Regions from separate parts of the Mus musculus genome. Here regions 2, 3, 4 and 5 are each linked to region 1. A link is a contact called in public Hi-C, HiChIP or PLAC-seq and promoter capture Hi-C data. All regions are on one chromosome and are shown on one strand. The core of a region is the stretch at or near the end of the contact, and the rest is flanking DNA. Distances in the headings are between cores, read along the strand shown. Region 1 holds the start of Smug1 (single-strand selective monofunctional uracil DNA glycosylase). Region 2 overlaps Calcoco1 (calcium binding and coiled coil domain 1). Region 3 overlaps Gm36560 (a long non-coding RNA gene). Region 4 holds the start of Nckap1l (NCK associated protein 1 like). Region 5 has its middle 80 kb from the start of Hoxc13.

Evidence for each region. Promoter capture Hi-C pulls out the DNA fragments that hold promoters and counts their contacts. A called contact is a pair of places that touch in the nucleus more often than the background predicts. HiChIP or PLAC-seq counts read pairs in DNA pulled down with a chosen protein or histone mark. Capture Hi-C pulls out chosen DNA fragments and counts their contacts.
Region 2: an H3K4me3 HiChIP or PLAC-seq map of forebrain shows a contact between it and region 1, with 7 times the contacts expected there. The contact joins the enhancer-like site here to the promoter of Smug1 in region 1. A contact is called at or near these places in 11 of 39 promoter capture datasets (the 3T3-L1 cell line, 3T3-L1-derived adipocytes, the C10 cell line and 4 more), 2 of 15 datasets of contacts at CTCF or cohesin (embryonic stem cells and pro-B cells), 54 of 484 Hi-C or Micro-C datasets (3T3-L1-derived adipocytes, the 63-12 cell line, the C2C12 cell line and 29 more), 22 of 115 datasets of contacts at active chromatin or transcription factors (SST interneurons, VIP interneurons, acute myeloid leukemia and 15 more) and 6 of 9 other capture datasets (adipose tissue, embryonic stem cells, embryonic tail and 3 more).
Region 3: a Hi-C map of cerebral cortex shows a contact between it and region 1, with 1.6 times the contacts expected there. The contact joins the enhancer-like site here to the promoter of Smug1 in region 1. A contact is called at or near these places in 2 of 39 promoter capture datasets (cranial neural crest and liver), 1 of 15 datasets of contacts at CTCF or cohesin (the NIH/3T3 cell line), 2 of 484 Hi-C or Micro-C datasets (cerebral cortex and cortical neurons), 7 of 115 datasets of contacts at active chromatin or transcription factors (the NIH/3T3 cell line, SST interneurons, VIP interneurons and 4 more) and 4 of 9 other capture datasets (adipose tissue, embryonic stem cells, liver and 1 more).
Region 4: a promoter capture Hi-C map of pancreatic islet shows a contact between it and region 1. The contact joins the promoter of Nckap1l here to the promoter of Smug1 in region 1. A contact is called at or near these places in 3 of 39 promoter capture datasets (liver, neutrophils and pre-B cells), 2 of 484 Hi-C or Micro-C datasets (CD4 T cells and pre-B cells), 2 of 115 datasets of contacts at active chromatin or transcription factors (memory CD8 T cells and microglia) and 3 of 9 other capture datasets (adipose tissue, liver and pancreatic islet).
Region 5: a contact with region 1 is called in a promoter capture Hi-C map of the SN4741 cell line, with 2.2 times the contacts expected there. The contact joins the enhancer-like site here to the promoter of Smug1 in region 1. A contact is called at or near these places in 1 of 39 promoter capture datasets (the SN4741 cell line), 1 of 15 datasets of contacts at CTCF or cohesin (the NIH/3T3 cell line), 1 of 115 datasets of contacts at active chromatin or transcription factors (VIP interneurons) and 2 of 9 other capture datasets (embryonic stem cells and liver).

What each region holds. Positions count from the first base shown.
Region 1 is chr15:103,160,006-103,165,018 of GRCm38.p6, reverse strand. It overlaps Smug1 (single-strand selective monofunctional uracil DNA glycosylase), which reads left to right and starts at 1,735. Exons shown (of 6, transcript NM_027885.3): 1 at 1,735-1,747; 2 at 3,045-3,216; 3 at 3,794-3,934.
Region 2 is chr15:102,703,063-102,708,250 of GRCm38.p6, reverse strand. Calcoco1 (calcium binding and coiled coil domain 1) reads left to right here. Exons shown (of 15, transcript NM_026192.3): 15 at 705-1,474. The coding sequence ends at 882. Among named protein-coding and RNA genes, the nearest start is that of Calcoco1, 17 kb to the left of the region's middle. Within about 2 kb of position 2,765, at least 27 of the 459 cell types and tissues checked have an H3K27ac peak or open chromatin away from gene starts, as enhancers often do. A contact at or near this core is called in SST interneurons, cerebral cortex, cortical neurons and 4 more, where this site is marked.
Region 3 is chr15:102,798,529-102,803,759 of GRCm38.p6, reverse strand. The region is part of intron 6 of Gm36560 (a long non-coding RNA gene); the gene reads right to left. Among named protein-coding and RNA genes, the nearest start is that of Gm36560, 47 kb to the right of the region's middle. Within about 2 kb of position 1,324, at least 59 of the 459 cell types and tissues checked have an H3K27ac peak or open chromatin away from gene starts, as enhancers often do. A contact at or near this core is called in the NIH/3T3 cell line, SST interneurons and cerebral cortex, where this site is marked.
Region 4 is chr15:103,452,560-103,458,287 of GRCm38.p6, reverse strand. It overlaps Nckap1l (NCK associated protein 1 like), which reads right to left and starts at 4,463. Exons shown (of 31, transcript NM_153505.4): 1 at 4,307-4,463; 2 at 3,207-3,317; 3 at 2,356-2,448. The coding sequence starts at 4,408.
Region 5 is chr15:102,838,319-102,843,579 of GRCm38.p6, reverse strand. No RefSeq gene overlaps it. Among named protein-coding and RNA genes, the nearest start is that of Hoxc13, 80 kb to the left of the region's middle. Within about 2 kb of position 3,694, at least 34 of the 459 cell types and tissues checked have an H3K27ac peak or open chromatin away from gene starts, as enhancers often do. A contact at or near this core is called in the NIH/3T3 cell line and the SN4741 cell line, where this site is marked.

The DNA of each region.
Region 1 (5,013 bases), core at 486-2,985:
AATTAATTCCTTGCATCCTTCCACCAACTTCTTTTTTCTCTTTTCCTTTTTTTAGACAAGATTTCACTTATCTCAGGCTGGCCTCGGATGTGATATGTAGCAGAGGAACTTCCTGAATTTCTGATACCCCTTCCTCCTCTCCCAGAGCTGTGGTGTTACATACAGCCCTCCTGTCTCAACAGGCTCTTAGGATTCTTAAATAACAAGACAACACTATGGTGAGGTTTTGTTTGTTTGGAGACAGGAAAATGTGCAGAAAACAGAGATAGAGAGTCCTGTTCACGAAGTTTACTTTTCTTCATTGCAGAGGAAGTAGAGATATTGAGGTGTGCCCAGGGGAAGATAGAGGCACCTAGAGACAGAAAGCAAGCCATGGAAGAGGTGAGCGACAAATCGTACAGAAAGAAAGTGGCAAGACCCAGAGGGACAAGGCTGCTGTGCACTACAGCTCAGCAAGTAAGGGGCAGCCTCGATGGAATACAGGTGAGTGATTCCTCACCTTGATGCTGGATGGTCACTACTCACAACAGCTGCACCCACTGCTTTTATCTGGATGCTAGAGCAGTCTTGGGAAAGGCATTGTGTTCTGGGTTCCCTGGTCTTCTTCCCTAGCACCCATTGGGGACTTTGCTTTGGTGATGAGAGCCCTGGCTTCCCCCGGCATGAGTATTGGGGAAGGCAAGGGACCCAGAAGATATCTACCCATGGAAGATTCCAGTTGAGTGAAAAGTCACAGTGAAATGTCCAGTTAGATAGGAACAAAGCAGGGTGTGAATGGCTTTGGAAGTCAGTGCTGAGGGGCTAGTTAGGTGCAATTAGGGATTAAAGTTTGTTGGAGAAGGCTTCCTGGGAAGACTATTGTAGGAGAGTCTGGAAAGATGGGATGTGTTATTTATATATGTCTACTTATGAGGGCCAGGAGACATAAGAGTTGGTAAATAAACAAAAATCTGAGTCAGGACGATCTTCCTTACTAACCTGGGTGGGCACCACCAACCTGTTCAGAGTCCAGTGCAACCAATGACTAAGGAAGGGCTCTTAACACAAAGGGCTTCCCTGGTTCTCCAGCTTACAGGCAGCAGGTCCCATAGGGCTGTGAGCGTATTTCCACAATACATCTCCTCACATTGATAAAAGGATGGTTTTGATTTTGCTTCTTGGAGAAACCCAATTCAGGATACAGGCTGGCAGATGTCAAGGCAAGAGAGAAACAGATTAAAATGGCGAGGCTGTGGATTTAGATGCTAATGCTAACAGGGATGTTCACTGTCAAAGAGGTAGGTGCTGAGAGAAATGCCTTCGTGGATATTTGTTTGGTTGTTTTGTTTTGTCGAGTCAGGGTTTCTGTGTAGCCCTGGCTGTCCTGGAACTCACTCTGTAGATCCGCCACAACCACACGGTTGCCTCTTTGGATGTTATGTAAACAGTTAATGGCCCTTGGAGGGCTGCAAAGATGATGCCTTATACCTCGGGGCAGCAAGAGGGAAAGGTCTCTGGTGGATGAGGTATTGGGGATGGCTGCAGAGTCCAGATGGTTGTGACGTCTTGATGTAAATCATATTATTAAACTACAATCCCCAGCGACCCGTGGAACTCTTTTAGCGAGTTTTCCGGGGATTTGGCATTTCCGGCGGAAGCAGACGTCGCTAGCCATTCTTCTTATTTAAATGCTGTCGACTACAACTCCCAGTGCCCTCCGCGCCAGGACGAAGAAAGGAAGCGGAAGCTGCATGGGGAGCTTGTGCAGGTGAGGGAGTAGGGGGCTGGATCTCTGGGAAGGGCGGTGGGGGCTCTCGGAGTTCCGGAGAGGTAGCCGCTCTGTGACTCCAAGGCCTACAAGGGGCCCCTGTGAGCCCTGCAGCGCTGTTTTGATTTAAATCCTGTGGATTTCTGTACCACCTACAAGGGACAGCGGCTAGCTAGTGGCTTGGATTCTTATTTTTGTTTTAGGTTTATTTATGTTATTTTTTATATATGGGTGTTTTGTCTGCACACCAGAAGAGGACATTGGATACTATAGGACTGCAGTTTGACTCTTGCAAGCCGCATTATGGGTGCTGGGAATTAAACTGAGAACCATTGAAAGAGCAGCCAGTACTTTTACTTAATGAGCCTCCATCGCACTGTGGCCTGGATGTATCTCAGGGTTGCCCTTTGTTTTTTAATGTAATTTGAAATGTGTGACATGTTTCTTAAGGCATTTTGCTTTTTGAGGGGAAAAAATGCACACACACACACACACACACACACAAAAGGCTCCTGATCTTCTCATCTTTCCGCCTCTACCTCCTGAGTGCTGAGCTGATAGATACGAGCTTCTATACCTGGTTTACAGTGCTGGGGATTGAACCCAAGGCTTCATTCATCTTTGGTATACACTCCACTGAGTTGCAGCATCAGGCATTGAGCTTATGGCTGTTGGTGACTTTAGGGAGGACTGTCAGACTTCCTGCTAGGAATTTTTTTTTTTTTTTTTTGATTTTTTGTCCAGGACAGCAAAGCTCAGATTATATCTGTCCTCTTAGCTCTTCATGGCTTATCCCAAACCTGTCTTATATCTTATTTTGGAGTTATCCCCCCAACATATGAGGGACTCAAATATTTAAGAAATAAACAATTGCTGGAGGTAGGTTGATGGTTCCTATAGAGAAGAGCCTTAAAGTGATTTGTGCAAGAGAACCTTCTTAGATGTCTTGGCTGGTAGGGCTCTTGCCACCAAACCTGATGACTTATATTCATTCCTCAGAGCCTTGACAGTAGAAGAGAACCAGCTCCCAAAAGTTATCTTTTGCCACATGAGTTGCTAAGGTGTGCTTGCTCTCCCTAGTAAATAAAAACAACTGTTAAGAGAAAGAACCGTTTAAGAGAGGAAACCAGGACTAGCATTCTAGTTAGCCTGTGACACTTGCTACCAGATGAACAGTGAAAATAAGCTCTCCTCACTTCTGTGCATGCCTATCCTTGCTGTCTTCAGCCCAGAGCAGACCCATCTTAGACCTGAGAGAGATCCCTGTGCTGTTTTTTCTAATATTGGTTCTACACAGGGACTTGCAAAGCAAAGGTCCCAGAAAACCCAGTTCGCCACACCGTCCTCAGCTTTCCAGAATGTTCTGGGAGCCTGTGTGGACAAACCAGATTTCTAGCCTGCTATGGTGACACATCCAGGTAATCCCAGCACTCGGGAGACTGAGGCAGGAAGAAGGCCACTGGTTGGAGGTTAGTAGGTCTACATCTTGAATTTTAGGACAGGCAAAGCCATGTAGTGAGACTTTGTCTCAAAACGCATAAGATAAAAATAAAGTCTAAAAGAAAGAAGGAGGAGGAGGGAGAGGAGGAAGCAGCAGAGGCAGTGGGAGCTAGTGATGTAGCTTAGTGATATACTATTATTACCATCATTCTCTCATACTGGGGTTATGGGTGGTAGAGAGGAATCCATCAGTAATGGTTCATTAAGGATCAGGGCAGCTCAGTAGTAAAGTCCTTGCCTGGCTCCAGGGTTCCACCCCTAGCACAGAGAAACAAAAATGTTTTGTTTAAAGGTAGCTCTAAACAAGACTGATAGATAGAGTGGAAATGGATAGAGCTGGGCAGGGGTTGGTGATAAGACCTAGGATGTTATAGATGTGGTGGGGATAGACTAGAACCTGGCTTCTAGTCTTCCTTACCCTGGTTGGGGAGGCAAAAGGGTGAAGTCATGAAGAAGCCACTAATTCTGGCAGTACCCAGTGGCTCTCAGCCTTCTCCTGCACATCTAAATCACTTTTTTTGAGATACATATGTCTTGGCTTCACAGCCAAAATGCCAGGCAGTTCATTGTTCTGAGAAAAACAGCATGAGAGAGGAAAGCTAGAACCTAGGTCACAGATTCAGGGGTTCCAGTCCCTGGCTGTTTGGCCTCGTGGCTTGTGCTGAGGCAGAACATCATGGTGGAAAGGTGGGTATAGGGCAAAGCTCCTCATATATTAGCCAGAAAGAAGGGGTGTAGCGGTGAAGGGATCAGGGCCAAGATACACCCTTCAAAGACACACCCCCAGGGACCTGCTTCCTCCAATGAGGCCTCACTTCTAGTAGCCTATGATGTTAGCATCCTCATTTATCCAGCCATCTCTGATAGCTGGAGATCAAGCCTTCAACGTTTTATAATCCTAGCTGTGGGGTGGGCTGGGGTCTGAGGAACGTTTCCGTATACTGAAGAGGCAAAGCTTACCAAGGAGGTGGTTTGAGCTGCATCTTGAAGGAGGAGTATGAACTAGATATGTTGGGTTATCCTCTTGGTTGGCTGCTGTTTGATGTCCTGGTTAATTCAAGGATCATATTTGGTTGGGTTTGTAGAAATGACCTGTGTAAAATTTTGGGAGTAGGGGTAGGAGAAGCATTTTGAAAGTGAGTGGAATGGCCAGGGACAAGCACTGGGTGTGCATAGGAGTGTGGGAAAGAACAGCTGTTGCCGTTCAGAAGGCATGCTGCCGGGCTTCTTCCCCCTCTCCCATGCATAGACAGCTTTATGAAGTGGGTATTATTATCCTTAGTATTCAGATGTGAAAACCTGAGGTTCTGGCCATGGTTGCGTAGCTTGTAAGAGTCTATTCAGAGTCTGTGTAATCATCTTACTTACCTCAGAGGATTCTCGAGTGTGGGAAAGAAGCTGGGCTGGGGTTAGGGGCTTGTAGAATTAGTAGGGTGGCTCATAAAACCATCTAAGGCAAGATGCTGTGGGTGGTTAAGAGCATAGCGTGAGTCAGATAGTGTGGGTTCAAATCCCAGCTTCATTACTTGCTAACTGCATGACCCTAGGCAAGTTGCTTGATCTTGTTAAGCCTCAGTCTCCTGGCTTGTAACATGGGAGCAATAATACCCACCTCATGGGGTTGTTATGAAGATCAATGAGGTGTACCTGGCGTAGAGCAATTGCTTGCCACCTGGAAGCTGCTGTAATTAGCCTTCCCAAGTCTCTGGGCTGTGGCTGTGCACCTGCATCTCATTTGTCAGCATAGTGTTTCCAGGACATGCTCA
Region 2 (5,188 bases), core at 1,516-4,015, 460 kb after region 1:
GATGGAGACTGAGAGAAGGACCGCCATCCAGAGCATCTGTCTGGCTATGCTAGAGATGTTGCTCATCCCTGACTTCCTGGGAAACTCTAGGAGGGGAACCTGCAGTATGGGCAGGGACCAGGTGGTGCCTTCTGCCTGGCTCTCTAGTCCTAGTCAGGCCGACAGGGCCTCAGGGAAAAGAGCATCATGGCCTGGCCCCCCAACTCTGCCTGGCGTGTGGGGCTTGGGGCAGAAAGGGCCAGTGCTGTCATTCTCTCTCTCTGCTGGAGCAGGAAGATGAAGAACAGTGTCAGACTCATTTTCAGCCCCATTAGGCAGCAGACGGAGATGGAGGGAGGAGAGCGGGAGACTGGGGGATGGGTTCTGCACTACAGATGCCAGCAGGGCCTCATGAAGAGAGGACTTGGGTATCTGGAGAATATTTTAAGCAGAAGAAGCCATAGGAGAGGCTTGAACAGAGAGTGACCAGGATGGCATGTTAGGAACAAGGAACCACATGGGTCGTGTTCCCTGAGGTCCCCGGGTCAAGAAGGCAGCAGAAGCTGCAGTGCTGCCTGAAGTCTGAGCCCCTGGGAGGGGAAGGGGAGACTCAGGAATTCAGGAACCTTCCATTGCTATATGACAAGTTTGAGGCTTATATCAGAAATAAAAATAAAGGCAGCAGAGAACCCTGACCCTGTCTGTCTTTCCTCATCTCTCTTTAGTGCTTTTACAGTGAGTTCCCTGTCAGAGGCCAGCCCTGGGGTCCCAGCCAACCCTCCATGGAAGGAGTGTCCCATCTGCAAGGAGCGCTTCCCTGCTGAGAGTGACAAGGACGCCCTAGAGGGCCACATGGATGGGCATTTCTTCTTCAGCACCCAGGACCCTTTCACCTTTGAGTGACCTCACCTCTCCCTCTTATGTAGACACACGTGCACACACACAGACATATATGCAGTTTGGTCTCATGCTTTTTCTTTTTCTTTCTTTCTTTTTTTAAATCACACCAGGCTTTATAATGTTCTGTTCCTACAGACCATGCCTGCACCCTGCTTTCATCCCAAGCCTTACAACTCCATCTTCCATCCTGATGTCTTTGTCCCAAGCAGCAATCTGTCTTGGAAGCAGTGGCTGAGTTTACTTTTCTGAAAAGGTTTAGAGGAACCAGGATGGAGATGACTTTCCCTTGCGGGAATAGAATTATTCCCACAATTTATTTACTGCTAGCCCAAGTACACACACACACACACACACATCACTCCCTTCTGATGCCCCAAAGCCAACTCCTGCCACCCCACACCGAAGTCCTCAAACGGAAAAGAAAATGTATTTGTGCCTTCTGTGAGGGATAGGGGACAAGGGATCCCAGGTGTCCCCATTTCCCGCCCCCTCACCTTCTCCAGCCCCGCCCCCCACAGCAATAAGAACTTTCTCTCTCCCTTAAACTCTCCTCTTATTTGTAGTTTGGACAAATATATTTATATGATATGTGTAACCATTGTCATGACGTATGTTCTTATCAAGAGGCATTGCTACAAGAAAAGAAGGGCTTCAAATTCCTGGTCCCTGTCAGGAGGGAGGAGAGTGATAGATTAAGTACATTCTAACCAGGCCTTCTGGTGTGCTAGCCACCTGAGGCCACGGGGGAAAAAAAAAGACACTGTGTATCTCCGGCCTGGAGCACACTTTTAAGGAGGGAGCAAACAGGTGGCTGATGGGATTGGAAGGGACACACAAAGACCATCAGATTCCATGGTCATCCTTGCTATACCCTACTCCCATCAAGAACACATATCTTTGGGTTCTGCCAAATGAGATGTGCTCTGAGCTCCCTACCACCATTGTTTACATCCCATACACCCCCGTGCACTCCTTGACAACAATCAGAGCAACACATCCATCCACCCCAACCAGTTGTCTAGGTAGCACAGACATCCATAGCAGCACAGAGCATATATTAAGGACCTTGTGCTCACTGATGCTCTCTGTGTGCCCTAGCAGGGCATACACCCATAGCTCTCTCATTCTCTGTCCCAAAACACCCTTGTCAGCACCTTGCATCCGTTCAGGTTCGCTCACTGGACCACCCCCATAGTCCTGTCTTTACCTGAAACTAACCCATCCACCACCACCCCGCTTCCTACCGCACCTGGATGACAATCTTACATCCATCCCGTCTTCTTCCCTCATGTCTGTCTCCTAGCAACCCCATCTCGTTCCCTGAATCCTTTCCAAGGAAATTGGAGATAATGGATCTCTCTCCTCTCTCCATCTCAACCTCTCTTTATTGATCCTCCTTTAATGAAAGTTAATTATAACAATGATTTAATTAATAGAATCCCTCTCTTCCTTTATTGCTTCCCGTATTAAGACTATTAATAAATACGAGCTGGGCTGACAGAGGCATCCATCACCCGCCCAGGACTCCCCCCATCCCTCCTTTTCCCCTCCCCTCTCCCCCTCCCTCTCTTGGCCTATAAACTTGCCGGGGTAGTGGGGGTTAATCAGAGAGGAATTATGAGCCAACATCCCCAGCAGGAGGTGCATTTAATGAAATCACTCGTGATTTATGATTGGGGGAGGTTGGGAGGGAAGAATCTGGGACCTACACTTTCTGGCTTCCAGGAGGTTGGTCCCCCTAGAGCTAAAGGAGAAACAGGGATCCAGAGCCAGGCGCCTGCTCCCTGCCAACCCTCCATCTCACACAAAAGGCACATGGCTAACCAAACCAGGCCATTGACACATAGAGGCTCTGGTGAGGACCACACTATGGGCTTTGTTCCTACTCTCCCTGGCATGGGTCCTTTTCTACCCTTTGCCGTCTCCTCAGCTCTGTCCTGATTCACCCTCCCACAGCTGTTCCACACATCTTCCTCCTAGAAGCAACCCTTCCCCCACCCCCTAATTTGACACCAAGCACTTCCAACGTCTCCGGCTCCATTTTTTTTGGATCCACGTGTCTCTTCCTGTGCAGTGTATGAGTGTTCACACTGGGACTTCTGCAGGTGTTTGGAGCAGGGAGGGGGACAGCTGGCCTTCAGATCCAGCTCCGATCCTACATATTGTGTAGTGTTTGGCAACTCACCCTGTCATACCTCCATTCTGAAATGGATGTGGTCCTTATCTTCGAGCTTTGTGTCCTCTGTGCAGCTTAGAAAACTGAAGGTCCTGGAGTGAAAGGGAAAGTCAGATGAAGTGGCAGCAGATACTCCTGTCAGCATTTGTCATCAGAGGATGAATCTAGTCCTCTCTGAGTACCTTGTGGCTGCCCCCTGTCTACAGGAACTTGAAGTGTGGATGGCTTAGTGTGCCAGCACACAGCGCGGGGTCTTCATTAGCTGTTCTCAGGGGCGTTTCCTCCACCCATCCTGCCCTGGGAAACCCTGTGCTACAGTGGAACAGAACTGTTTCCCAGAAATGTGCAGTTTTCGAGTGACTGTGCAGCTGCCTTTCTATCCACCCAAAGGATGCTTCAAAGCCCGCTTGAGTTCTGTGTCCTGAAAAAGGAGCTAGAACATGTGTGGCATGTTCATAAAAGCACACACTCTGCCGGCTGCACATGCCTGGAATCCCAGTAGCTGCGAAATGGACAATATCAATTCCTGTTTCAAAAGGCCAAGGGCTGGTTAGGTGTGATGACATTTGCAAGGTCCAGGCCAGCATAACTGCTAAGTGAGACCCCATCCTTAAAGAGAAAAGGAAGGGGGCAACCCAGAGTCTAGGAATAGAAAACCCAGCAGTGCAGATCTTGCCTAGGCAAGCCCTAGTCAGACCACAAACAAAAGCTCATTATCATGTGTACAAGTTTTTCATTTCTCTGTAAGTAGCATGGAGGTAGGACCTGGGCTTATACACCCTGTGGCTCCAAAATCTAATACAGAAACTGACACAGAAGATGAGTCCTCAACATTTTTAAAAATTGTATTGGGGGGAAAAAAAAGACTCACTTCATTCATACAAAATAATACATAGAGAATAAAATGAGCATCACACTGGACTCACCAACCAGTTTTCTTTTGTTTCCTTTCTTTTTTGGATTTTTTTTTTTTCAAGACAGGGTTTCTCTGTGTAGCCCTCGCTGTTTGGGGACTTGTCCTGTAGACCAGTCTGACCTCAAGTGCTAGCATTAAAGGCATGTGCCACCACACCTATCTACCTATCTACCTATCTACCTATCTACCCTATCTATCTATCTATCTATCTATCTATCTATCTATCTATCTACCTACCTACCTACCTACCTATCTCTATCTCTATCTCTATCTCTATCTATATCTATATCTATATCTATATCTATATCTATATCTATATCTATATCTATATCTATATCTATCTCAAATGTGTATGAGTGGTTTGCCTGCATGCATGTCTAGTACCTGAAGAGGCCAGAAGAAGACATCAGATCCCCCAGAATTGGAGTTACAGGTGGCTGAATCTACTCATCAAGAACACTCCATAATGATTCTTAAGTTAACAAAAAACAACTCAATAGCAACCAACACCTATCTTGTTTTTGTCAAGCAATCTATAGCACTGAAATGGTGTTAGTGATGTTTGGTGATTTAAAGCTGATTGGTCAGGGCTGGAGATACGGTGCTTAACTCTTAGCAGTTAAGAGCACTGGCTGCTCTTCCAGTAGATACAGGTTCAACTCCCATGGTGGTCTACAACCATCTAAACCTCCACATTAAAAAAGAAGAGGGTTGGGGCAACTTGCATGAAATGAAGGCCAGACGGTCAGGGACAGAACGGAAAATATCAACATTGAAGGGAGAGGTAAAGGTAAAATGATGGAGATGATGGGAAAGGACCAGGGAGAGATAAGAAGCTACTTATGAGAGGTGACAAAGAGAAGATCTAACAGAAGCAGGTTCCGCACCAAGGCCAGGAAAATGACTCCTGGAAGACACTGGACTGACAGCTGGGACACTGGCTTCAGGGACACATGACAGTTAGGTGTGGCAGTGGCTGCATAGCCGGACTTCACAGCCCCTGCAATAGGTACAGAGTTCCGACCTTTGGGGATTGAGAATATAACCAGACTCATAAAAAGTGAGGGCTAAGCCAGCAAAATGACTCAGCAATTTAAAGCACTTGCTGCCATGCCTGACCAGCCCTCAGAAGCCACACAGTTGAAGGAAGGGAACCGACTCCAGTAAGTTGACCTCTGACATCCACAACTGCATCATGGCACATGCACACACACATA
Region 3 (5,231 bases), core at 75-2,574, 360 kb after region 1:
TCATAAAAATTATGCAGCCTGTTGGAAAAGAAATAACACACGTGCTCATTATAGATTCCTGAGATAGCTTCTCCTCACTAAAATTTTATGTTTTTCCCATTTACCAGCTATCACCAATATACACCCCCAATCTCCAAGTTCCCCAAATCGGGACAACCTTAGAAAAGAAGCCTAATAAACAATACGGGCTTAAAGTCACAACCTTACCACAAATTTTGCTCAACCAAAGCAACCCAATGTGACCTAAAAGTGAGTTCAGAAAAATGCATATTCTTTCTCTCACCAAGGAACTGCAAATGAGTTAACTTATCATACTCTCTGAACCAGAAGGGTATGATTCCTTCACATTCCCCCCTCCTCAGCCTCTACTGCACTTCCATGAAGTGGACACAGAGGAGGGGGCCACCTCTCCTGGCTTGCAAGGAGCCCTCCACCAGGTGAGAAGAGTGGACATGTTGAGGGCACAGAGACACTGAGTGTTCTAGCAGTAGTTTAGGGTCAGCATTGGTATGACCTACGGGAGCAAGACATCTGACTACAGATGATGTAAGCAATCTCATGCCAGCCCTAGATAAGACACCCAGGACCAGATCACAGCATGCGGCAGACTTCAAAGGATTGCTCCTAAGGGTGATAACCTTGGACATGACAAGGGACACTCGTGGGATCTTTTGCTCAGACTGTGGTATCTCGGGTCTCTGCTCTAGAGACCACTGTTATTAGAACAAGAAACACATCGCCTCACCAATAGAGCCTCCACGCAGAGACCCAAGGACCAAGAAAAACAAAGCATGACTCTAGGCAAAGAGACATTTTGTGTACATTATTTTCCCACACAACAGTCCACAGCCCTCTCAAGGTTGTCCTAAAACACCTTGTTCTTCAGTTACTGCATAGCCCCTAAAAACAAAACCTACACAAGTAGATCTTGGATCCTGGCATCCTCTTTTGAAGATGAGAGAGGAGGGCCAGGCAAAAGCCCAAGAATTCAAACTCGCAGCACTAGCTAACCTTTGCCTCCATGGGACACAGCTCTCTAATACCTGAGACTAGAGGAAGATGCTCCCACTCCTGTGGATCCCCAGAAAGAGAAAGAACAAAAAAAAAAAAAAAAAACAGGAAGGCTGGCTCCGAGCCAAGCAGACTCAGACTGGCTCCAGTTTTTCCCAGCTGTGGACTCAACTTCTTGGAGTGAGACTGGATGATTGCTATGCGAAGAACAGGTTTGACTCCCACACCCTGTCTCCGCTCTCCATGCCCCTCCTCGATCCCTTTCAGTGGAGTGAGGAAGAAGGAGAGAATTACACTGGCTCCTCAGCCTTTCCCAGCTACAGTCAGCCCTCCTACAAAGGATGAGTCAGCACCAGCCATGGAGACAGAAACCAACCGCTGAGAGCCCGGCTGGGTTTTGAGACAAGCACCACTGACTGACTAGACATGGTCAGCCAACTTCCAAGTGAATTTTAGGGACCTGAATCTCCGTTCTGCCTCAGTAAGAAGCAGACAGTTGGGGACCTTCTCCTTATGTGAGCCTCCTGCCTTGCTCATGAGAATGGAGGCTCCTGGGCCTTCTCAGCTTCTCTCTAGGCCTTTCTAGGCCATTCTCTCAGAACCCCAGGAAGTCCAAGCATACAAAATACTGTTCTTTCCCTCCTCAACAATATCCATGCCATCTGAATCTAGGCTACAGGTGTTGATTTTTTTTTTTTTTTTTACTTATAAACACCTGCAAAATAAATTACTTATCACTCTCTTGTGGCCGTGTTTCTTAGGCTTCAACATGCACACTATAATCTGGAGGTCTTGTTAAAATGAGAATTACTGTTCAGTAAGTCAGGGGTGGAGCCTGGGACTCTGCACTTCTGACAAACTCCTCAGTGATGTTAATGTTGCCAGGACATGGACCACAGTTTGAGCACTGAGGATCTAGAAAAAGAGAGCACTGAACTGGGGACTCTTCTTGGCTGAGAAGGAAATAAGATAAATAAGAACAGCCTGACAAGCAATCCAGCTGAATATGTGTGTATGCGGGGAGACAACAAGGTCATCACATAGCAGTTGGGGCATTTGAGGATGCCGATAAGAGGGTCTCTTAAAGCAGGACAAATTAGGAATGGGATATGAAAATGAGGACCAACCGAACCAAGAGGAAAGTGGGGTGGACCATACCTAAGGATCAGATGGGAAAAGATGACTTACATGAGGGCCAGGCCCCAGAACTGCCTCTCAGAGAGGAACTCCAAACCAAGAAGTGACAGGAGCCCATCAGAACAAGTCTACAGAGGCCAAGTGGAGAGGATTCTCAGGATTTATCAGAACTACATAATGTGGTCAGATGATGCTAAGGAGCTGAGTGAGTTAGAGGAAGGGTGCCAAGGACGGCAGCAAGGGGGAGCCAGGAGGTAGTGTAGTAAGTACGGACTTTGATCTTGGGAAGATGAGACCATTCAAGAGACCGCTGTGAGTGTGCTTGATGCACTTCTAAACACTGGTTAAGATGGCACGTTTCACACTGTGTCTGTCTTACCACAAAAATGCTACAGCGAAGGCAGGAGCCCTAGGAAGACGGCACCACCATATAAAAGGATGAAAATCCAAGCCCATTTTAATGCTGAGGACATGGTTTTTAAAGATGATCCTCCTGAGGCAAAAACAAACCCCGGAGCCTCCTCTTAATCCCTGCTGATGCTGCTCAGCCTCTTAAGGATGGGGGGACATTACAAATGGGTTTCTGTTGTGCCTCTGAGCTCCACCAGTTCATACTGAGTCATTAGCCCAGCTCTGCAAGTATCAGGCATGAGTCTCCTCGCTCAACAGCCTGTACATGAAAGAACTGGCCACCGACAGAGAAAGCCAAGCTCTTAAAACGCCAGGCTCCAAGTTCTTGGGAACATGGCTTCCATAAGGATATCGGGGAGATGCAGGGTTGAGCTGAAATAGTCAAAAATAAAATAAACTATGCACCTAGCCAACACAGGGAATGAATGGGGAGAAAATTGAGAAGATGCATGATTGGGCAAGAAAAGGGGGTGAAAACAATGGAAAACCTGGGGCTGGAACTATAACTTGGTTGGTAGAGTACTTGCCTAGCATGCACAAAGCCCTGGGTTCAATCACTAACACCATATCAAACCATGATGACACATACCTGTAACCTCAGCCCTGCCTCAAAAAAAAAAAAAAATCTATAGCAGTATAATGCATAAAAGTTTCTACCAAGCCCCAACTGTGACAAAATAGGCTTGCTTTAAAGGATGAGCCTCAAACTAGATGCTTGGGGGGGGGGGGAAGCCCTGACAATATTTCAAGGCACTCAGAAAGAATTCGGGAAAGAAACTACTTCAGGCAGCCAGGAGGCAGGGATAGGAGAGAGGACACTCCCGGACAGTCAACCAGCATCCTGACACCCGTTGTGTGGATACATCCAATGGAAAAACAGGAGTGTCTGAGACCCTTCTGCAGCCCAGCCATCAGGGTTAGCTCAGCCATGATCCCAAACAGCTGGGAGGAGGCTAGCCTTTCATCATTGGATCCGGGAATGTTCCTGGTCCTTGGGCAGCATCTGCCCCTACTCTCTGCCTCCACCCTCTGTAGCTAATGGAGTGAATCCAGCCAGCTGCTCTCAAGTTGTTAGTAGGAACAGGGCTTGATGACATTTTCTGACTCAGGGAGCCTTGTTAGACTTAATTTCAATTGGAAATCCATCATGCAGGATCAAGCACCACTACCGCTCTCCCATGTAATCCCCAGACTCCTCCCGGATCATCACGGCAATGTCTGACTCCAAGGACGATGCTCTGAAATAGAGGACGTTCTCCTATGGCTTGTATTCTCATACCTAGGTGGGTAAATGATTCGTTCTCTGTTCTCATTCTACTACCACAGTGAAGGCCACTTATCTGTGCCAAGAAGAATGTGTTAAAGGGATGTGGGTCCATGGGCTATGGCAACCAACAAATCATTTTACATGTATAATAGGTGAGGCGAGACTGAGGTTGAGGCAATTCAGAATTGTCTAAAATTGCCTTTTGAATTTTTTTGTTTGTAGAAGGAAATTAATCTCTTCATTTCTCTTTTAAAATGTTTCACACTTTCTATATATGTAAATATCTTCATACATGTGTATATATGCACACATATATACATGGTTGAATGTATGCAGGTGGCACACTTGTGGCTTGAAGTGCATATGAAGGTCAGAGGACAACTTATAGGAGTCAGTTCTCTCTTCCACCATGTGGGTACAGGGACTGGACTAGGGTCATCAGGCTAGGCTGCAAGCAGTTTTACACACAGAGATATCGTGTCACCTCTGTCCATCATTTCTACAGTGAAAAGTGGAGAAGGGAATCTTATCTAACATTCACAACGTTTTTATATGTCTATTTTACCAACGCTTTCAACTACTTTTCACAAGCAACCGAGAAAATGAGGGAAATGGCCATTAAAGTGAGGCTTATTGAGGGAGGGAGGAAGGAAGGAAGGAAGGAAGGAAGGAAGGAAGGAAGGAAGGAAGGGGTCTGACTAAGGTTAGGCATTGATAAGAACCTAGCTTTAGGCAGGCATCATAGAACACTAGAATTCACTAAAGGACAGAGTCAGCTTAGCCTATTACAGCTAAGAGGCTTTGGGAAAAGGTCAAGGGGTTTCAAGAGTCATATTGCATATGAACTCCTCTGTTACTTTCATACTTCCACTACAAGATTCTCAACTTCTTCAAAGGGCTGGCTCTCGACCTGAGAGCCATCCAGAGAACCTGACATTAAATATGCACTCCATAAATATATTACCAAAAGGCAGAAGCAAGGAAAGGGAAGGTTGGAAGAACTGAGGAATTGTAGGGAATAGCAAAGGCTGGGAAGAAACTAGGAGGACCCTCAAAAGGACATACAGGCTATATTCAACAGAAGGAGGAAGGACAGGCACTGTCAGGGAGGGATACTAGAAAGAACCAGGGGCTACCTAATGGACCCAGGAGAGAGGTAGGGTCTCAGAGAAGAAAAGAGGGCTACTGGGAAATTTCTGTGCTAGAGGCACCTGTTTAGTTTCAACACTCAGGGCTGCCTGTCAGAAAAGGTAACTCCTCCAGGCCTTACAGATAAGTCAGGGTCTTTGTCAGGTGCTGAGGCTACAAGGCTGAGGAGAGCTTAGCACAACGCAGACAAAAGGGAGACAGGTATTTATTCAAAAAACATCCTGCAGCCAATCCCCGTGGATGGAGGAGCCAGCTT
Region 4 (5,728 bases), core at 3,214-5,713, 290 kb before region 1:
CAAAAGCTTTGAACAAGGCAAATCCAAACTGAGACATATACGGAATCTTCTAAAGGTAAGGTCATGAAAGACAAAGCAAGAATTATTATAATAAGAAAATGCAAATATGGGCTCTGCATTAGCCAATAATATCAGAGAATATTACATTTCCTCAGCATGATAATTGTACTAGGATTACATAAGAACATATTCCTGTCCTTAACAGATGCATACTAAAATATTTTGGGAAAGGAATGTCATGATGTCTGCAAATAAGGAAAACGGTTTGGAGGAAAAGTGGGTGACAAGCAATATGGCAAAGTATTGACAATTAGGAGATCCAGGAAAAAAAAGTAGCATTTATTATGCAAGTTGACTATCCCTGAACCAAAATGCATAGGACCAAAAGTGTCTCGTGCTTTGGATAGTTCAAATTTTAAAATGTTTACAAATTAGACCTCTTAACACTCAACAACAAAAACAAAACAAAACTGGTTCAAAAAAATGTACAAAGAAGTTGAAGGAGATGTTTCTCCAAAAAGATATATAAATGTCCAATAAAAAAAAATAAAAGATGCACTGCATCACCAATTAGCAGGACATAAATTGCAATAACAATGAGGCAAGGGTATAGCTGAGTGGTAGAGCTTTGCTAGTATTTGTAAGATCTTAAGTTTGATACTCACTACCCCAAAAACAGAAAACAACAGTTATTAATCAGAATATCAGAATATTGATAAATTGTATCCCTTGTGTACTATTAATAGTCAATTAAATGGTACAGCCACTACAGAAAAAAAAAAGAAGAAAGCAGGTTAGTAACCAACTCCTGAAGCTGCCCTCTGACTCCATGTACAGGACACATGCACACTTACATTCACACATACCATACACACATGATGATAATAAATAATTTTAAAAAAGAATTACCAATAATCTAACAGTTCCACTTATGCATATATCAAAAAAGAATTAAAATCAAGATCTGAAAGGCAGTTGAACACCCAGATCTTTGCATTAGTCACAACAGCTAAAACATGGAGGCAACCCAACTGTTCACTGGTGGAAAAATAGGGAAGCAAAATAGAATATAACCACAGGATGGAATATTTTCCGGCTTCAAAAGGAGGAAATTCTCCAATATCCTAACACATGGATGAACCTTAACCTATACTAATAAGTTATACAGGCCAATCACAAAAATACAAAAGGTACCACTTACACAAAACAGCATACTTAAAAGTCATAAAAATGGAACTAGAATGGTTGTCATCAAGGGCCACAGTACAAGAGAAATGAGAAACTATTGTTTAAAGGGTGGAAAATTTCAATTTTACAACATGAAAAGACAGGTCTGCATTATGAATACATTTAATATCACTGAACCATATACTTAAAATGACTGAGAGTAAATTTTATGGTATGTATACTACAATAAAAACTAAAAAGGAGCCCAGGGAAACGGCTAGACAAGGTGGAAACAGAAAACCAAGTCCTGAAGTTTGTTCTCTGACCTCCATGCACATGCCATGACACATACACACTCACACTCATGAGCACACATACCATACACACCGTTAACACTTGTGGGTAAACGCATTAGCCTCACAAGTCTGATGATCCAAGCTCTATCCCTTGAACCCACAGATGTAGTGGCACATGTCTGTAATCCTAGCACTCCTACAGCAAGATGGGAGGCAGAGATAGCAGATTCCATGGAACGTTAATGAGCCAGCTAGCTTGGTTTACAAAACACAGTAGCAGAAATAATAGGACCTAAAAGGAGAGAACCAACCTCCAAAAGTTATCCTGTGACCTTCACACCCACTTCCTGGCATACACATGCCTGCAAGTGCACACACAACACACATACATAAATACATTTTTTTTAATTGAGAAAACTATGATTCAGTAAACAGAAGTCAGCCATAATCCATCACCAAATATATTTAATTTTGGTATGTGATATATAACATTCTAAATGCTTAGAGTGGCTGTATTAATACTACCTGATATAAGTTTATATTTTGTTTTCTTTAATTGTTTTTGAAACAGGATTCTGTGTAACCCAGGCTAGCCTAGAACTCAATATGTAGCTGAGGCTGACTTTGAATTTCTGATTCCCTTGCCTCTACCTCCTAGGTGCTGGGACTGTAGATTCGTGCCACTGACCATATCCACTTACATATTTCTTGAAGTAATATGGTAAATAGGGTATTTCATATATCATTTATTAACACTACAACTTAGACATTTTTGAATACTAGTGCCTTTATCCTTTTCTTTCAAGAACCTACAATAAGCAACATAAATGAATACCTACTAAAAAGGCTCAGCCCCTGAAGCCCATGTTAACCCTGGCTACAGAGGACTCACCCGAAATTCCATGACATCCACAAATGACTGGTAATAGTTAGTGAGGAATCTAATTATCTCAGCTTTTTCACGATGCACTGGTCCTAAATGTTGCTGAAAGAAACACAGATCAAACAAGACATGTAAAATTAAAAATAAAATTAAAAAAGCAACTGCTCCAAGTAACTAAAAACTAAGAGTAATATCATTCTTAACCACTGAGCTATCTCTCCAGACAATCATTAGAATTGAAAATTTAAATACCCAGTCATTCTTTAAGGGGTGAACATGCTAGGGTGGGATCAATAGCTCGCCAGCATTCTCCAGTCTCTAAACAGAAATTTTCTATCTGGATTGGATGGCCAGATGTGATTCAAACTACAGTCAGAAGACTAGCTGAAAGGAGATTTTCAGTTTCATTTCAGTGAAGACATTTGCTATATAAATCAATAGGAAAAGAAGCAGAGTATAAAGATACTATGAATAGAGTGAGAGAAATCTAGGGATAACACAGTACAGGAGTATTGTGCTGTATACAGAAGTACAGGATATGCCACTGGATGCATAGCATGCAGCAACAAAGAAGCATAGTGTAGATCAAGTGCTACAGTAAAAGATGTGCCCGGCAAGGTTGGTGGAGATGCTTCTCTGTGTACCAGGTGTCCTCATGAACCTGGCTGGCAAGACTGTGCCCCAGTTCACCATGGGAGGCTCCCATCTGAGCTTACGACCCTCAATGCCTGAAGCCCCGAGTCTGAGTCTAGGAAACTATAGGTGGCTACACTTAAAGACAAGACAAAGTGGAGAGTCTGCAATAATCTGCCATGCAAGAATAATGTTACAGAAAGGAGGAAATGAACCCAAGTTCTCACCGTGCTATTTCGGACATCTATGTTGGGAAACTTCTTGTTGATGTACTTGAGACATGATTCCATGGACTTTTCCAGTAAAAAAGGTGGCTTGGATTTTGAATCTGAACAGGTCTACACATAAAAAAAAGTAATATTAAACTACCGTACTATTTTTCCATTTAGATACAAGCCTTTGGATGCATCATTCACTCCCACTATCTCTTTTGGAAATGGCAGTCTGAAATTTTATTATAAAAGCATGAGGGTAGTTGAAAACCAAGTTCGTTCCAGACAGTGAACTAGTACTCCTAAGAGCTAACAACCTGGCATCTTGTCTTAACTGAGGCTTAGCTCTAACACAGAGAGGAAGCTGCTTCCCCACCCCTCCTCTGAAGCCGGAAGTAGTGAGAAAAGTGGCTGATCATAAGTTGGACTTTATATAAAGCTCTGGGTCCCAAGAGACTTTACAAACGACATGACAGAAACCATATTCCTGGTGCTTTACTACAAAACGCACAAAGGTCCGTTTCCACAAGTTCCTTCTTTCTCTTCCTGGAAAGTCTCACAATTACCCACCTTTATCCTGCCTTCTACAGTCGCTGGCTCACCTTTTGGCATCATCTTTGTCCAGTTTCATAGTTACTCTCCTAAGCACACACACGCAGCATTCACAGCCCCAAACTACCTTAGAAAACACCACTTCCTTAAATGTTTCCCCTTTTAAGGAAATAATTACACACAAACATACACATACACACACAAACACAATTTTTGCCAGAGACACAACTTGAAAACTCAAAAACTAGAGAAACTGACAATAAGTAAACCCCAAATTCTAGACCCCAGACCCTTAATCAAATCACTCACAACACAAATATTCTCTTTCCCACCCAACCCTAAGTCATAGGGGAAAGGTGATGCTCTCAAAAAGGCAAGAATAATACCTAGAAAGGACACGCCTTAAAAAGAAGCCTCCCTCTATCTCCCCAAACTGTGGGAACCATACCGTCTAAGTGGCTGAAAGCCACTTAAAGCAATGGAGAAAAAGATATGGCTTGACTATTGGGCCTGCAGGCCTCCAGGTTCCTGCCATGATTTGCTAGACGGGTCTTCTTGCTTACCTTCTTGATGTTGTACATGCGGATGAGAACTCCCTGTCCTCGGTCATTCAGGATCGTGAGCTTCTCTGCTAATTTAAGCTGATAGGCAGAGGTCAAAGACATGATGGCCACCGAGAGAGAGGACCATCCGGATAACAAGACCCAAATGCCCCAAATATTCTCAGCCTGGCTGGCAACACCCTCTGTGTAAAAGGACCCGCCCTGGTTGGTGCACCGAGCTTCCGGTTGCTTCTGTAATTGGCTCATGGAGGATAGCAGTCACTATGGCTCACAGGCCTTCAGAGCCCTCTTGTGCTTCCTCTTGCACCCTCAGCAGAGGAGACTTCCTCTTTCTGGTTGTGCAGTACTTCAGTAAGAAGTGGGCGGAAGCTGAGGAAGAGAACAGGCTTTCACGGCTCCTCACAATGCAGTACCAACTGTTCTGGCCTTCCCTCTCCCCAAATGTCCCAGACAAAGCACACACCAAACAAATATCTACTACCAGCCCCATTCACCTCTACACTTACCCTTTTAGATCCCGGTCAAGAATGCCTGTTATTTTCTACTGACCCTTAGGCCCCAGCATCCTTTAGGACCCTGGTCTCTTTCTAACTATTCCATTCAATGACATGTTCACTATATTTTATTTATAAACATAAATATATTTATATATAAACATATATATACATACACACACTCTCTCTCTCTCACACACGCACACACACATATATATATATATCACATGGTTGCAAGGGTTGAGAAAGTCTTGTAAACCCCAGGCTATACTCAATCTATCTCCTTATGTAGTTGAAGATAAGCTTGAACCTCTGATCTCCTACTTCTACCTCCAGTGTGCTGGGATTAGCTTCCTTGTTATATTTTTAAGCATATGCTTTCTCTCTCTCCCACCCACATCATATGTTCCTTCCTAATGACAGGTATGATATCTAATATTGATATCCTTTGTAGTATTTAGTACAGTGAATCAGTAAGCATGATCCAGCAGTAGCAGCAGCACTTGGAAACTTGTTAGGTTTGATAAACAATAAAACAAAATATTTTAAAAGAAACTTACTAGACACACAAATTCTTTGACGTCACTCAAGACCTGCTGAACACAAAATCTTTTTTTTTAAGATTAGTTAGTTAGTTAGTTAGTTAGTTAGTTAGTTAGTTAGTTAATGTATGAGTGCATCTGCATATATACTTGCATGCCAGGAAAGGGCACCAGATCATAATATAGATGATTATGAGCCACCATATGGTTTCTGGGAATTGAATTCAGGACCTCTGTTAAGAGTGTCCAGAGCTCTTAACCACTGAGCCATCTCTCCAACCCTCAACCCAAAATCTTAAGGTAGAACAGGCATGTTTTGTTTTTGTTTTTTTGTTTTCAAGGTGTGTGTGTGTGTGTATGTGTGTGTGTGTGTGTGTGTGTGTACA
Region 5 (5,261 bases), core at 2,445-4,944, 320 kb after region 1:
CGCTCTCCAGCCTGATCCTGAAATGCTGAGGCATTTAAGTGGGTTCCTTTGAATCCTTTGTCTGAGCTCCAGTTCAGCTCTTAGTCCTGTGGCTTAGGAGCATTTCTTCCTGTCCTCTGCCTTATTATGGATAAGCCATTGGCTGCTTCTTACTTTGTGAAGTGGCTCCCTAAAGGTCACATTGTGGAGGCACACCATACAGAGCAGCCAAATTCTGTGACACAACCAGGTCACACATCTTAAAGAGCAACAGACACACCAAAGAACCAGAGTCCCCAAGTCCCACTACGGCAAGCCACAGTCTCCAAGCTGTTGTTGAGAGCCTAACATAATATCTGTCTTAGATATGAGTGTACTCACTAGCTTGAATGTTCCCTGTGGACAGGAATCAAACCTCATCCTTATAGGATTCAGCAGGTGTAGGGGTGTGTGTGTGTGTGTGTGTGTGTGTGTGTGTGTGTGTGTGCGCGCGCGCATGTGGAAGCCAGAGGACAACACTGGGTGCCTTCCTCAATTGCCCTCCACCTAGTTTATTGAAACAGGGTCTCTGAACCTAGAACTCATTGATTCTGCTAGGCTAGCTGACCAAAAGATCTAGGAATCCACCTGTCTCTGACCTTTTCTACAAGCACTGGGACTGCAGACACAGCCTGGCCTCTTCCTCAGCCTTTCATGTGACTCCTGGGGATCTGAACCCTAGTGAGCAGGCTGGCTATTGACAGCCATCTCCCAGCCCCAGACACGAGTCAACAAAACCTATAGGACCAAGGATGTCCGAATCTCTATGACGAGCATTTGATGAGCATTACCACAGCAAGTGCTGTGTGTGGTAGTTGGGAGGATGTCTGGTTGGCTGTATGTGGGCACCAGAATGGACAGTGTGGGTACCAGGACTCAAGCACGTGCAGTAAAGTCTCAGCTCTCCCTCTTTCCCGTAGTCAGACTGATTATCTCACTATTACATGCTTCAGTTTCCTTATCTTTACATGAAAAAAAAATCAAGAGCTGATATGGCAGTAAAATTAGATAATGAGCAGAAAGCACAGAGTGCCAGCATTTGCTAGTCTTTTTGCCAACACGACACAAACTAGAGTCATCTGAGAAGGAACGTCAGTTGAGACAATGCTCCCGTCAGACTGACTGGTAGGCAAAAATGTTGGGGGCATTTTCTTGATTGATAGACGATTTAGACGGAGCTGGTCCACTTTATGGGCAGATGGTCCTGGGGGTATATCAGAAAGGAAATGGAGCAAGGCAGGAGGGATAAGCCAGTAAGCAGCATTCCTCCATCACCTCTGACTTCTGCTTCAGTTCTTGCTTCCAAGTTCCTGCCTTGAGTTCCTGACCTGACGTCTCTCAATAATGGACTGTGATGTGGATGTGCTAGACAAATAAACTCTTTCCTCCCCAAAGCTGCGTTTGGTTAACTGTGTTTTATCACAGCAGAAGAAAGAAACTGAGATGGTATATGTGGCAGGTAGGCTCTGACCAAGGCACCGAAGAAGCCAGTAAATACTTCTAAGCAGAAAGGTGGTATAACTAGAACTGTGTTTTAGGAAGACAGACCTGGCAAACATGCACAGAATGGCTGCAAGAGAACATTAAAGGAAAGGGGCCCCGGTGAGGAGGTTGTACTACAGATGAAGCAAAAACACAAGAGCAGCCTGAATCAGAGTAGAAGGACACAAGCTTTTCATACTCTTGGAGCTTTGACCTCCTGGAGAGAACCTGAATGGCCAGTATAATTTGAAAAGCTGGATGTGAGAAGAAAAGGCCAAGGGATTCTGTGTTCTTGAGGCTAAAGATTATGAATTTGTGCTCTCAACCCATGAATGGAAATTACACTGGTAGCTTCCAGACCGACATCCAAATCCTACTCCCTCTCTCCCTATGTGTGACTGCTGCATGCCTGAATCACATGTAGCATGTATAAAATAGCTCCTTCTCCTTTCTCTAGAAACAGAATTAAAGGGACAGCCATGTAACAACTCAGGCCCAAGAGAAAATCCATAATAACCAGACTGATCAGATACTGCAACGGTTCTTGCTCCTCTGATGTCTTTGAGGTCTGAGGAGCCCAACATAGACTGACTGGGCTGGGAGGGGAGAACTGGTATCATTGGGGGCTGGAGATCCCTCCTGGAACACCTAGATTGTCAGTCATAAAATGTGCTGTCTGTAGAGGACCACACCTCTTTCCCGAGTTTACTTAGTGTTTCCTTGGCCTCGATCTCCTTTATATGTTTATTTAATGTCATTTCTGTTGGTCAAGAATGTTTTACCCCATACCTGGGAGTAAGGAACAGGCCTGCAAGAGTGAAGCTTGGTTTGTTTCCCCTGAAAACGGAAAGAGCTTTAGTTCCATGGAAGTTCTCCCTGGGCTTCAGTCAAGTGCCAGTTCCGCTGTGGACTAGGTCGATGACCCTGGAGGGAAGCCCTTTACCTCTTCCTCTTCTGTAAAACAAGGGCAAGAATTGTGAGCACACGAGCTTATTGTATGATTACAAAAGAAAAACACCGTAACAACTTTAGGCTGCTATTTAAAAGTTATTGCAATGTTTTGGTATTGAGACAGCTCGTTGGGATCCTGACTCTCAACACCTTTAAAAAAAAAAAAAAAAAACTTATGTACTTAACACTCCCCAAATCCAGCTTAGCTAAGTGAATATTAGAGTCCTCTTATACACAGTGAATATGAAGTAGTACGATTGTCTCTGTTTTCGTGGCTTCACCCTCCCAACCTAGCAGAGGATGCTGGTATAGTAGCTAAATCTATAATCAGAAGGTAAATCCTGCTCCAAGCTGTGAAGATCAGGCCCAGAGGGAAGGCAGCAAGGCACCATCCTTCCCCTAAGCCCTATCTTGAGCAGTTACAGTGGGATTGGCAGATGTAAGCCGAGGATAGAGAGGGAAGGAGTTGGGTGTCCATGAGTCCAAGAACAGCAACTGTGCTGAACTATATGGTTTGGAGTCAGGCTGATGGTTGTCTCACTTAATAAATAATAATAATCCCAATCACCCCCCACCATCAGGAAACAGTCATCAGGGCCCTGCTCCCCTTCTGCCCAGGAGGAAGGTCAGGCCCGGTCCCATTTTGTAGATAGGAAACTGACACATCATGACTGAAGCCAACTGAGCCTAGATACTAGGTCTGAGGAGATGTTCCAGGTGTTTGCAACTGCTATTTCATCCACAAGCACAAGTTCACCCCTATAAAGATCCCTATCCAGCCACAGTGGATGCCTATCTGGATTTGGGCAATGACTACAGTGGGAGGGGTTGGGATAGAGTGTGATCCCTGTCATGAGAGGACACTGGGCAGAATGGGGTAACTCAGCGTCCCTGAGGGGGATGATTCCCAAGGGGCTGGACAAGGTGACCTCTCATGTTTGGAAGCTTCAAGACTCTGTATAGCAATTTAGTCTCTGCATGATTCCTTTGTAACTAAAGATGAAGAACTAAGTAGCAAGCATTTTCTTTTTCTTGCTTTGCCTGGGTCTTGTGAAATCAGGATATACAAAAGAAGGACGGACCCTCTCAAAAGAGGGTCTATAGAAGTTAGGGAGAGGGCCGAGGTATGGAGAACCTTACCCAAGGCAGCCTATTTACCAGCTGCCAGCCCAGACACACCCCCAACAAAATGCCATGGAGAACGAAGTTGTGAGTCATGGCTTGGCAAGTACCAGGATCATGCCTGGGGCTCCCAGATACCACACTGGCTCCTCCAGGTCTCTCCGGCTGGGCCTCCTCCTCCTCCTTCTTTCCCCAGAGGCATTGCTCATCTTATCCTCTCCTCCCTCATCCTCCTACCCCCAAATCATTCTGGGTAGTTGGGGGCAGGGAGGGAAGGACTAGAGTTGAGGTTGAGTTGGAATAAATTCCAGGATCGGGATGAAAGATAGATTAGGGGTAATGCTATTTTGGGATTTGGCTTAGTTGGTGGGCTTCTAGCTAATAGAGACAACATATCTCTCTACTGAGGCACCAGTATTAAAGTTCATAGCATTAACTCTTAGTAAATGTCTTGGTCATAGGCCTGCCTTCCTTGGGTTTAAATGGGAAGAGTTATAAATCTAACACAATAGGAAATATCAACACTTGAACAAAAACAGAATCAAGAATTACCTCCTTGGGATCCGAGCAGAATATTTTTAATTAACTGATTTTCTAAGGGCAGTAGATAGTAAAAAACTGCATGTTCATGCCCTGGGTTTGTGCAGCAGTATTTGACTTCACTTTGGTCTCACAGCAGTTTCTAATATGCCCATAAGATTTTCTTGTACATTTCCCCCTAACCCCATCCTGTTCTTATCAAAGGAATTATTCCTCTACCTCATCAACTTTAGAGAAGGTTGGGCAGCAGCTGAACAACTAAGGCCATGGTGTCTGGGCACCCTAGGCGATGTCTTGGCAAAGAAATACTAAGCAAAGCATGCTGGGAATTCCCAGACTGAGACATCTGTCAACAACAGTCAATCGGATTCCCTCAGGCAAAGGACACAGACACACAGAAAGTCCTGAGCTTTGCTTCTGAGGACAGAGTAAAAATAAACTGAATGACTGCAGGGTAACAGTGAAATGTAGACCAGGAAGCCTGGGGTCTTTCAAGAGAAGGTTGTAGATTGATTGAGGTGATCCTGTTAGGTTGAATTCCTAGAAACCTCTCTCTCTCTCTCTCTCTCTCTCTCTCTCTCTCTCACACACACACACACACACACACACACACACCCTTGTATTTGGAACCCAACCCAGTGAGATGAACCAGTTGCCAGCCCACCCACTACTATGCACTCAAAGTTCCTTCACTTGATAGGGGTCTCCATTTCTCTTTCTTCTTTCTTCACTCCCCTGTCCCATAATCTGGCTCCTTGAGTATTGGAAGTGAGGTCCTTTGCAGAGGTGTTGGGGGCACTTAGCTGCCATCCATCCAACTTCAGCCCTGCCCTTCCCACGAGCAACAGCAAAGACAGTGATTAGCTGCTCTCCCCAAGGCTCTAAGCGAAAGGGTTCTTTTTCTTCCAAACATGTCACATCTGGCACATCTGCTTTCCTAGCACTGATACATCCCAAGGGGTATAATCAACAGCTGGGGCGGGGCTGGGATGCAGGTCTGTACTGACAGAAGCCTGAGCTAGAGAGAGACGCCCAGAGCAAAACAAGCACATCCACTCCTCCCCACTCCCCTGCTACCCAGTGGCTAAGGTGAGCCCTATCACTGCATACCTTTCTGCACTGCAGCCAACAGTGTCCTCACAGCCCAG